2 separate regions of the Mus musculus genome follow, and region 2 is linked to region 1. A link is a contact called in public Hi-C data. All regions are on one chromosome and are shown on one strand. Each heading gives the region's core, a stretch centred on a gene start, on an enhancer-like site or on the middle of the called end of the contact. The rest is flanking DNA. Distances are from core to core; before and after follow the strand shown. Region 1 holds the start of Trim67 (tripartite motif-containing 67). Region 2 overlaps Trim67 (tripartite motif-containing 67).

Region 1 (5,941 bases), core at 785-3,284:
CTTCTCATCACCACTTTCCAAGTCCTCAGATTTCACGTGTCTGTTGCTTACTATAGGCCAAGCTAGGAGTGGTTTCACAGTATGTCTTGCATGTGCAGAGACACACACGCTTGGCTAAAAGTGCCACCCTGTCCAAGCCTAAGTAGGCTACCCAGGTCTGAAAAAGACAAAGAGAAACAGGAGTCACTTACTGTGCTTACTATAAAATCATGAGGTTTTTAAGAGATATGAATTCCAGTTGGTCCCAGGGCAGACTGAGCTGGGTAGCTGGGTTCAGCAGAAAGGATTTATTTATTTATTTATTTATTTACTTACTTACTTATTGATACAGGGTTTCTCTGTATACCCTGGTTCTCCTGGAACTCGCTCTGTAGACCAGGCTGGCCTCTAACTCAGAGATTCACCTGCCTCTGACTCCTGAGTGCTTGGATTAAAGGCGTGCACCACCACCTTCCAGCTTCTTGAAGAGCTTTCAATAACCCAAGTTGTGACTCTCCTAGACCTTAGGATCAATAGTGACTTTCTGAAGAATTTCTTTTTTTCAGTGTATTGCTGGCAGGACCAGGTGACTGAAGCTTCATCTACAGAGAGTGGATTAGGACAGTTGCCGCCTCCATACCCACCCCCACCCCCACCGTGCAGCACTGCTTCCTGAAGCAGGGCTAATTGGGATGTCCGGTTTAGCAGGAGCCTACCCTTAAACATGGAGCCAGACTTCTGTAAGCCATTCAGCTGAACTGAGATGCATAGAAAGTAGTCCAGAGCATTTACTGTAACAATTTGGCACGGACACATATATATATTGTTATAGTATTTTCCAGACTGGACAGGTGGAAGCAAGCTGCAGGACCCCGGAAGTCCTGTAAAGATATGGGCTTCACTGGGGTGCTTTGCAATGGCTTTCCTGGTGACCTCCCTTCCACCAGAGGTTCTATCCCTTAGGCACAGAGCCAGGCCAAGGCAGCTGCCTCATTAGTCTGTGGCTTCATTTCTCTCCTCCTGCTATCTTTCCAAATGCTGACAGTGGCTGGGGCCCTGCATTCCTTCAGCAGGAGTCTGCGCCACGGTTGCTGTTTTTTTTTTTTTGTTTGTTTCAGTTCAGCAGAGTCTTACTATGTAACACCCAGACTAGCTTGGAAATTACTATGTAGCCCAAGCTGGCCTTGAACTCATAGCAATCCTTCTGCCTAGGCCTCCCAAGTGCTAGAATTACAAGCACGAGCCAGCACGCTGACTGACACATCCTTTCTAAATCGACAATTTCCTTGTCTGTTCCAAGCCAGCTTGAATCGCACAGGAAGAGAGGGCCGCGTGGTGCGCATTTCGCTCCACGCGCTCTTCCCTTCCAGGGCTCGCCCTTAGCTCTATGCCCAGCGCGTACTTCCTTTCTCTGGGCAGCCGGCACTACCCAGCGCAGAACAGCGGGCAGACGGCAGCCAGGCGCGCGGGCGGCGACGTTGCAGGAAGCTCCCATTCATAAAGAGAACACCTGCTCGCTGCCTCCCGCCTCTCCGCACTCGCGAGCAGCCTGGGGAGGTTGTATTTGGCAACCTTCACCGTGTCCTCGCCAAGTCCTCCGGCCCTCATCTTCCACGACTAGCCCCAGTAGAACCAAGGAGACAAAAAAAAAAAAAAAAAAAGGCTTGTAAAAAGATGCATAAATCAAACCTCGCCCTTTGGCGCGAGGCTGTCCGACATTTTGTGCCTTGAAAGCTTTTTGCGGGGAGGAAATAGATTTAGGAACCGACTGTCGCGCTGTGTTGCGAGGCCTTTTTCAAGCGACTGGCCTTTTAGGGACCGCTGTTTACGCTTTCATGGTGGCGAGGAGTGGGCAGGGCGGGAGCTGGCCAGGGTTGCTCTGGCAAGCTGGGCGGGGCGCCGTGCTAATTCACCGTGCAGTCTCCATCCGTAACGGAGCAGTTCTCCACAATGATCCTCCCCACGAAGCCCTCCGACCCGCCCCTGACTGCCAGCCGCGAGAGGCGAGCCCTCATTCGCTGAGCTGACGCCTGGCTCCCCGCCCCCCGCCCCGTTACTCTCGCTCTGGAAATTACAACTCCTGGGCGCGCGGCACGGCGGGCGGGCGGGCGCGGGAGGCGGTGGGGCCGGGAGGGGGATTCCCGAGCCAGCGGGTGCTCGCCCCCCACCCGCCGCTGCAGCGTGGCGCGGCCAAGGTCAGGGGCGCTGCAGGAACCGGAGCCGGCGAGGCCAGCCTGGGACGCTGCTCAATACCGGCCTACGAGGAGGCAGCTCAGAGAGCAGCGGCCCGAGCAGCGGTACGGCGACGGTCTCCGGGCCGGGGGATGCCGAGGTGGCCGCGGCTGCACAGCAGCCTGGCGGAGGATGCGCGCGGGAGGGGGGACGGGCGCGGACTCCGGGCCCATCCTCTCGCGGGCGCTGTCCGCCGTCTGGTGGTGCTGAACCAGCCCTGGCCCCGCCACTCGGGCACTGGCCAAGAGCTGGGTAGGGGCGGGGCGCTCGCAGAAAGAAGACTCGGGGCAGCGGCGCTGCGGAGTCGGGCTCAGTAGCCTTGCTGGCTCACAGCAGCGGGTCACTGGTCCTTCGTGGAGTGGAGGCACGAGGTACCCCGGACGGCGCTACTGCTGCCTATTCAACACCTGGACAACCTCGGAGGCCACCGCGAGGGCTCCCCGCCACCTTCAGACGGCTGCCTCCGGTGAGGGAGCCTCGCCTTCAGGAGGTGAGGACCCCTCCTTTCTCTGGCGGCCAAGCGTCTTAGGGCGGTGGCCTGAGGACAGAGAGGGGGCGTGCCACCCTCGGGTGAAGACAGCATGCCCGTGAAATACCCCCGCCTCCTGACTCAAGAGCGCTGACATCGCCAGCCCAGCTGCGCTTGTCTTCGGAGCCTTGACCATTCTTGGCTGGTCCCGAGCGGCTCTGGCCGCGGGCGCGGCGATGGAGGAGGAGCTGAAGTGCCCAGTGTGCGGATCCCTGTTCCGGGAACCCATCATCCTGCCCTGCTCTCACAATGTCTGCTTGCCGTGCGCCCGCACTATCGCGGTTCAGACCCCGGACGGCGAGCAGCACCTGCCCCCGCCGCTCCTTCTTTCGCGAGGTGCCGCCGCCGCCGCAACCCCTCCGGATCAGGACGCAGCCGCCGGCGCGACCAGCGGAGGCGCGGGAGCTAACACAGCCGGAGGCCTAGGCGGCGGGGCGACCGGTGGCGGAGACCACGCGGACAAGCTGAGCTTGTACAGCGAGACTGACAGCGGCTATGGCTCCTACACCCCCAGCCTCAAGTCCCCCAATGGAGTCCGCGTGCTGCCCATGGTGCCTGCGCCCCCGGGCTCTTCGGCCGCCGCGGCCCGAGGCGCCGCCTGCTCCTCGCTCTGCTCGTCCTCCAGCTCCATCACCTGCCCGCAGTGCCACCGCAGCGCCTCCTTGGATCACCGCGGCCTGCGAGGCTTCCAGCGCAACCGGCTACTGGAGGGCATTGTGCAGCGGTACCAGCAGGGCCGTGGGGTTGTTCCGGGGGCGGCTGCAGCCCCGGCGGTGGCCATCTGCCAGCTGTGCGACCGCACCCCACCGGAGCCGGCAGCCACTCTCTGCGAGCAATGCGACGTGCTCTATTGCGCCACCTGCCAGCTCAAGTGCCACCCGTCCCGGGGCCCCTTCGCTAAGCATCGGCTAGTTCAGCCACCGCCGCCGCCCACACCCCCAGAGGCTACCCCTGCTGTTACAGGCACTTCCACTGCCTCCAGCGCAGGAGGATGCAGGAGCCCAGGGGGTGCCGGGGCCAGCGCGCCGCGAAAGTTCCCCACATGTCCCGAGCACGAGATGGAGAACTACAGCATGTACTGCGTGAGCTGTCGGAGCCCTGTGTGCTACATGTGCCTGGAGGAAGGCAGGCACAGCAAGCACGAGGTGAAGCCGCTGGGGGCAACGTGGAAGCAGCACAAGGTGAGCGTCGGCTGTGCGGAACGCCAGCCAGGGTGGAAGAAAAGAGATTCTCTGAACCCCTTCTTGGTGGGCTTGAGGGCCAAACAGGAATCACTCCATCCATCCATCCATCCATCCATCCATCCAATCCATTCGTCCGTCCGTCCGTCCACACACACACACACACACACACACACACATCCGTCCTTCCATCTACCCACATGTTCATCATTCCATCGATCTATGTATGCATGCATCCATCTATCCATACACTGGGCATGGGTATCCACCCATGCTTCCATCCAATCCTTCGTGCATTCATTCACCTATGTATGCATACATCTGTCTATCATGGATCTATATGAATGCATGCATGCATGCATCCATCCATACATACATACATCCATTCAAGGATCCCAGCAGTCACTATCTGACCAAGACTCAGTGGACCACGTGCTCTGCACTGGGTATCAGATTGGTAGGTTATGAAAACGACTTGTTAAGTTTCCTTTCTGAGGCAAAGGGTTCCCGAAGCACAGAAGCAGGGCTCTCACCCAAAGTCTAAGGCACACTGTCAGAGCTCCCTCCCCCCTTGTAAGTGAGAGACAGGTTTAAGAGTGAAACTGTTACCCGCTGGCCATAGGAACCCACCTGAAGTCTTCCTTAAATCCATTGCCAAGGCCGGGAGAGAGCACCCCTGCTCAAGAACCCTAGAGCCTTGTCCTTCTTCCACCGTAGACTCCATCAGCTTTGCCTCACTGAACAGATAAAGCTTTCCCCTTTTCAACTTCCAGAGAACTGTCTCCTCTTTCACTTAGTCCCCAGCTAGTTCTATGCCCAGAATTCCTCTAAACCTGTAGAGAAAGGCAGTGTCTCTTGGGCTATGGAAGAGATTGGGGACGTCAGGGGGTGTCCTTCCAGGAAAAAAGTGTGATTTTTCTCCAGAGCACTTCTCTTGCCTCAGGCTCTGCTACTGGAGCTGTGGAAGAGATGCAGACCAAAGAGATCAAGCACATCTGCCTACAGCCTACCCTCCTGGGCACTGGCCTCGGGTAGTGCTACTGTTAGCTACTTAGACCTGGTACTTTGCTCTTTGCTCTCTTCTTCTTCTTGAGCTGTGACAGTCTGCCTGGGCCCTTCACCAGCCTACAAGACAAGGTCAGGGCAGTTCCTCATCTGACATTCTATCCGGCACCCTTGTGCGACAGGCCTTGATGTCTCCTTAGACGAGCAGGTTAGAGTCACTTGTTCATGGTGCATTTCACACACCCCTCCTTCAGAAACCCACCCTGGAAGGTGTAAGAGGTGCCAAGACTGTCCAACAAGAACTATTGCCTGCAGTTACACAGAGTAGAGCCGCAGGAAAATAAGGCAGCTTGCTAAGTGCGTGCAAACAGCCCAGAGCAGCCAGATAGAGATGTGGCTTTCCTGTGTTTTCTTTATAGACTTTCATCTCCTACAATAAACATATGTTGCTATGATAATTTAATATTTAGGGAAGTTTTTGTGTGTGTGGTTTTTTTAAGATCCTCTTTTACTTACGGTATGGTTCAGGCTGGCATGGAACTCACTACCACCCTCCTTCTCAGCCTCTTGAGTGCTGAGGTTACAGATGTGAGCCGTAACACACGGCTACATTGTTTTAAATGAAAAGTATAGGGGGAAAAAAAGTAACTAGAGAACTCTTTGCAACTCTATGTTGGAGAAGGAAACCTGTTCAATGTCCTAGTGTGGGGACTCTCAGCAGGGATAATGTGCCTTACACCCAGCTTCTCCGGGCACTCTGAAAGGTCTGGCAACACTAGTGATCCTACAGTACAATTGAGAATCCATCTCCCTGCCATGAACTGCACCCCTGCAGAGAAACTCTTCTGTGGGGTCCCACAGCCTTGGTTCCATACCTCAGCCTTGCATGTTACTAGCTGTGTGTGCTTAAGCTACTTTGAAAACTTTGAACCCACCGTAAGTAACATTGAACTTGGACTCTTGTGGGAAGGGGTAAGTATCATCCTCTGCATAATCCCCTGTGTGGGACTCAAGC
Region 2 (5,783 bases), core at 675-3,174, 34 kb after region 1:
TTTGTGTTTCAATCTCCTACCTACAGGGTGGGCCATGGATAGACACTTCCTCTGTCACCTCTAACAGTACCTGGGCCATTTGAGGAGATGGTAGGAGTCAGAGCTCCAGGGAATAGACCTGGCTGTGGGGCCAATCGGCCTGCACGTCTGTGCTCCCTAGCAAGGCTGGATCTGTGGAAGAAAACTTGGGCAACACAGAGACACAGAGCAGGGAAGGGGGGGGGGTGGATTCTATTGCTGTGACAAAGACTATGACCAAAATCAACCTGGGGAGGAGAGGATATATTTCATCTTACAACTGTAGAAGTCAGGGCAGGAACTGAAACAGAGGCCATGGAGGGCTGCTGCTTGCTGGCTTGCTCAGCCTGCTTTCTAATATAACTCAGAACCACCTGCCTAGGAGTGGCACCACCCACAGTGGACTGGGCCCTCCCCTGTCAATCTTGAGTCAGGACAATACTCCCATAGACTTATTTATTTATCATATGTAAGTACACTGTAGCTGTCTTCAGACACCCCAGAAGAGGGCATCAGATCTCATTATGGATGGTTGTGAGCCACCACGTGGTTGCTGGGACTTGAACTCAGGACCTTTGGTAGAGCAGTCAGTGCTCTTAACCACGGAGCCATCTCTCCAGCCCCTGGGCAAATCTTATAGAGGCATTTTCTGAATCTAGGTTCCCTCTTCCCAGATAATCTAGATTTCTGTCAAGTTGACAAAAGCCAATCAGCACAGAGTGTGACTGTGTATATGTGAGTGTGTGTGTGTATCCCACATAGACCACTGGCGGCAATGAATCGACTCTGTTAGAAGCAACTAAGTCTATCAGTCACCTTGGCTGTACAGAAAAAATGTGTGTTGTGTTGGGGGAAAGATGGGGGGATAAGAGGGGCAGGAAACAGAGATTCTTGTGCCTGCTCTACCTGCCTTCTTCCTTTCCAGTGGCCTGGTTCACCTTTGACCCCAACTCTGGCCATCGGGACATCATCTTATCCAATGACAACCAGACGGCTACTTGCAGCAGCTATGATGACCGGGTGGTGCTAGGCACAGCTGCCTTCTCCAAAGGCGTGCACTACTGGGAGCTGCACGTGGACCGCTATGACAACCACCCGGACCCAGCCTTCGGAGTGGCCAGGGCCAGCGTGGTCAAAGATATGATGCTAGGCAAGGATGACAAGGCCTGGGCCATGTACGTGGACAACAACCGCAGCTGGTTCATGCACTGTAACTCCCATACCAACAGGTGCGTGCTCCCTGAACCCCCACTTAGCCCGCAGATTCAGGGGCGGGGACAAGGTTCTCTGATTGTCCCAGGTGTTGGGGGAGGAGCTGTCTTTTAAAAAGTTTTCTTTCTTCCTCTCTTTCTTTCTCTCTTTCTGTCTTTCTTTCTTTCTTTCTTTCTTTCTTTCTTTCTCTCTCTCTCTCTCTTTCTCTCTCTCTCTCTCTCTCTCTCTCTCTCTCTCTCTCTTTCTTTCTTTCTTTCTTTCTCTCTTTCTTACTTTCTTTAATGCATATGAGTACACTGTAGCTGTACAGATGGGTGAGCCATCATATGGTTGCTGGGAACTGAATTCAGGACCTCTGCTCCTCCGGTCGGTTAGCCGGAGGAGCCATTTTTTATGCACTTTGTTCTGTAGTTCCAGGGGTTTTGGAGAAAGACTAGGTGAAGTGTGAACCATTTGCCTGTGTCACAACTGAAAGTACTTGATGGTGTGGGGGAGAGGAGGCAGTTCTGGCTCAGTGGCTCTCTGTCCCCCAGCTGGCCTCACAGTAGTGCCTTTCCACTGAGAGCTTTAATTTGCGGTTTTCTTACTGGTCTTGCTCCAGTTCTTTCTGCAACCCTCTTGCTAAGCCTGAGTCACTGCGCAACACTAATGGGATACTTGTTTCCCGCAGAGGGAGGAGGAGTCATTGCCACGGCTACTGCTTTGCCTGGAATGACCCTGGCGCTGCCGCAGGGAAAGCATAAAGAAGCCAATCCCAAGGAGCTGACCTCCCTGGGCTCCTGGCAGGGTAGGGCTGCCACCAGGGCTCCTGGGTTCTCGCTGCTCTTCCAAGCAGCTCTGACTGCTCTCTTCACAACGAGTAACCCAGCTTCTCTCCCAGGAAAACCAAGTCTAGTTTGGCCAGGAACTTGCCTGAGGACCCTCAGATCCCCCTACCTGATCACTATCTTTTCACTGGTAATGTCCTCTGCTCCAAAGGATTGTGGGAGGGGCAGCAGCTAGACTCTCAAGCTGGGCCGTGGAACTTAGCAGGCACTGCAGGTTAACCAAGTAAATTCGTCTGGCCCGGTACTGCAGAATAAGCGATGAGGCCGACCAGGTGATATAGGTTTACCAGGTGACCTCCCTCCACCTCTAACCCACAAAGAGGCCAAGACCACCCTGGCCTACCAGTTCCATGCCTGTGTGCTTGAGCAAGCCCAGTACCTAGACATTCTGATGGTGGCAGTAATGAACTCAAGCATGCATTGGGTGCTTTTGCGGGGCAAAAGCTTTCTCAGAAGCCAGACCCTGCTCCCAGACCTGACCTTGATCGTAGGGGGTGAGTTCATGGAAAACTGGCAGGTCAGACTTGTTACTACTGCCATCTGGTGGCCATAATTAGAATCGCACTGACTGCCCAGTCTGTTGGACGCTTCTCCACCAGACCCTAAGGCACCTCCAGGACACCTGCTCTTCCCACCAGGTCCTTGTAAAGAGTTCATGTCAGGGTCTCTTCTCACTTCTGCCCCTGGCTCAATCCTAACCGAGGACTCAGTTTCCTCCCAGGGCTGAACAAGGTCATGTCAAGGGAACCCTTAGTTAATGAAGGGCATGTCTGCTGAAGGGCACAGAGGGTTCTAGGAAAAGTCTTCCAGGTCTATTACTTAAAGTTCCTCCCAGCTCAAAGGCATGTAGGTCTCAGATGCTGTGGATAAGAAGGGGCTGAGTAGCTTTGGTCCCTTAGAGCTGTGTTCTCTTGTGGCTGGCACATACATACACACACACACACACACACACACACACACTTGGTGGCTAGGTTTGAATGAAGCTGTCCTGAGTTACTGTCACATCATGACCTAGGTGTGATGATAGGTTTTCCTGGTTTATCTTCCCAGGACTGAAGGCGGTGTGTGCAAGGGGGCCACTGTGGGTGTGCTGCTGGACCTAAACAAACACACTCTGACCTTCTTCATCAATGGGCAACAGCAGGGCCCCACAGCCTTCAGCCACGTGGATGGGGTCTTCATGCCTGCCCTCAGCCTCAACCGAAACGTGCAGGTACCTTAGAGACACAGGTGGCTCGCCCAGTCCCGCCCACTTCTCTGCTTCCTGAACAATGAGTACTGTAATGAGAACGGACCACCTCGCTCATCAGATAGGCAGTCTTCTGCTAAGGACTGTACATACGACCTTTTGGAGCAAACAAGCTCCATGGGGCTCCAGGAAGGAGCAGGGGCTCAGTGCCCCAGGGGATTGGATGGTACAGGAGCTCCTAACACAAGCTAGATGGGGGCATCCTTTGCTTCTAACAGACTCCCTCTGTCCCTGGATCTATTAAGGGACCTGCCATGTGTCTATTGCCCTGCAAGTGTTTCCACAACAGTCCGGTGTTGGTTACGTAAAGGGGCGATTTGAGGGTCACAGTGAGAGCTGGAAGAGACAGCAGCAGGCTCAGAGACTCGGCTGCGAGAAGCAGAGCCTCTTTGCCGCAGGGCTCTGCGGCTCATGCCAGTGAACCCATCTGCTCGTTACTGTAGCTCCGGTTATGAGGCAGAAAGCACAAAGTGGCATGGGCCTTAGCCATATGGGGGAGACAGATGAGTAATAAAATCCATAGCATGAGTTCTCCGGCACGTGGTCGCGGTGCTACGTCAGGTGTTCTGTGCTATGGACAGCCTCTCCTGCCCCTCTTTCCGCTCCTCTATCTCCTCTGTCTCCTGCCTTCCTCCTGTGTTAGGGCTGGGACCCAGGGTCTTGTACGTAGTGTGCAAGTACTCTGCCACCCAACCAACTCCTGCTGGTTTCATCTTTTCCAGGTCACCCTGCACACAGGACTGGAGGTGCCAACAAACCTGGGACGGCCAAAGCTGTCAGGCAACTAGCCTGGTGGCTCCCGCTGCCTAGCTGGCCGTGATGGAGGGCTTCACGGAGGACCAGGGCATAACAGAAAGTCCTGGGTGCCAGCAGCCAGCGGACATCTGAAGACGCTTTTCTGGGGGAACTGAGAATGAATCACATGCGAGCCCCACGACCATACTGTGGCCGCCTATATCAGGAGTGGCCTTTCACCTCAATGCCACAGGGCTATGGTCCCCCCCAGGGTGCCCTCAAGATGGACACCTTTTGTTTCCGGCTTATATTTTCTGACATCTGTTTAAAAACTTTGATTTCCTCTTAAGTTTTTGTTTTTTGTTTTCCTGGAGGGAGAGGAGAAGGCAGACTCTGAGACTGGTATCCCAGGATGGATCAGCCCCGTGATGTTACTCCATGCCTGCCTGTAACCCATTGCTAGGACTCTGTTCCTTTATGGAGTCCCAGGCTGACAGTTTGTCACCTCTGCGGGAAGAAACGGACCTTGAGCCTCTGGGATATGCAGTTTTCAATACACTGCAAACTAATTTGAAAGGGACATTAGTCATTAATGAACTGCTAGGACCCTTCAGAAAGGCTTCCTTAGGGTCTGTATCATTACCCATGTGCTGTTGACCTCTCTCTCTCTCTCTCTCTCTCACACACACACACACACACACTCTCACACACATGTGTGTGTATGTGTAACAATCTGTTATATTTTATTCACTCAGTTCTTAGTTATGAGTAGAAACACTGGAATCCAAGACAGTGACACGTCTTTGCACAGTGGTGGCTTTTTCTAGAACCTGCTTCCACAGAAATTGCTGGACATATATCTGCACCGCCTTCCTGGGCTGGGCCTTGATCACAGAGGCGGCAGACCCTGGGAAGACAGACTGTGCATCTCAGTAAGCTCTTACGGCTTCACCCGGTGCCCTCTTTGAAGCATCATGAACACAAGGAGCGACCCTGGTGGCGACAGGGGTGGCTCTGTCACGATGAGACAGATGAGACCCCAGAGAAAGGCTGAAACTAGATGGCGACACCCTACAACTTCTCTTTTCACATGAGCCAGGGTTCCCTGGGATGCAGCCGAGTCTTCCTTCTTCCGAGGAGCACTACCCTTGCTGGGGAGTTCCACACGGAGTCATCCTGCCTTCCGGCCCTGTGTGCTCACTTCCTGTCTCTCTCCTGCAGCCACCAGCTCTGCCTGGTAGCAACCTTGCTCAATCCCTTGCAAAGAAATCATCTCATCATCTCATCGGGCGTTACGTTCTACACAGAGAAATGACTTGCCTGTCAGCGGGGCTGTTTTTATCAGACATACCTGCACGCCGACCCCAACTGTGCTTCCTTGCCGATTCTGTGCTCAGGCCCTGCACCAGTTCCCAAGTACCCACTACTGGGCTGCACAGACCCGCCAGTCCTACCTCAGAATTCTTTCTCTTGGTCCTTGTTTCCTCAAACACTCCAACATCACCAGGAGCCCTTCAGCACTGTCCAGCCTCCGCACTGGGCCCTGGGGCCATATTCATTGCATAGGCATAGCCTTGGCCTCTCTGGACTCTCTTCCTGCTAAGTGGCTCACAGCTCCATCTCGAGCCCTCGGGGCAGCCGCAGGACCCCGGCCGCTGCCGCTGCCATCCTCAGTTGCTCTGCAGCTTCCGTTGTCCCTTTCCTACAGTCTAGCCACAGCCACAGCCACAGCTCTGAAAAGG

What was found. Hi-C and Micro-C count contacts between places; a contact is called where the count stands out from the background.
Region 2: a Hi-C map of muscle stem cells shows a contact between it and region 1, with 3 times the contacts expected there. The contact joins the enhancer-like site here to the promoter of Trim67 in region 1. A contact is called at or near these places in 2 of 39 promoter capture datasets (embryonic stem cells and trophoblast stem cells), 2 of 15 datasets of contacts at CTCF or cohesin (the NIH/3T3 cell line and embryonic stem cells), 16 of 484 Hi-C or Micro-C datasets (the C2C12 cell line, the HL-1 cell line, the N1E-115 cell line and 11 more), 8 of 115 datasets of contacts at active chromatin or transcription factors (CD8 T cells, embryonic fibroblasts, embryonic stem cells and 3 more) and 2 of 9 other capture datasets (adipose tissue and liver).

Annotation. Positions count from the first base shown.
Region 1 is chr8:124,790,985-124,796,925 of GRCm38.p6, forward strand. Trim67 (tripartite motif-containing 67) reads left to right here and starts at 2,035. Exons shown (of 10, transcript NM_198632.2): 1 at 2,035-3,921. The coding sequence starts at 2,917. Gm46059 (a long non-coding RNA gene) reads right to left here and starts at 1,403. Exons shown (of 3, transcript XR_001778718.2): 1 at 320-1,403; 2 at 1-157.
Region 2 is chr8:124,824,992-124,830,774 of GRCm38.p6, forward strand. Trim67 (tripartite motif-containing 67) reads left to right here. Exons shown (of 10, transcript NM_198632.2): 8 at 944-1,247; 9 at 3,108-3,270; 10 at 4,029-5,783. The coding sequence ends at 4,094. Among named protein-coding and RNA genes, the nearest start is that of Trim67, 35 kb to the left of the region's middle. Within about 2 kb of position 1,925, at least 63 of the 459 cell types and tissues checked have an H3K27ac peak or open chromatin away from gene starts, as enhancers often do. A contact at or near this core is called in the C2C12 cell line, the HL-1 cell line, the NIH/3T3 cell line and 7 more, where this site is marked.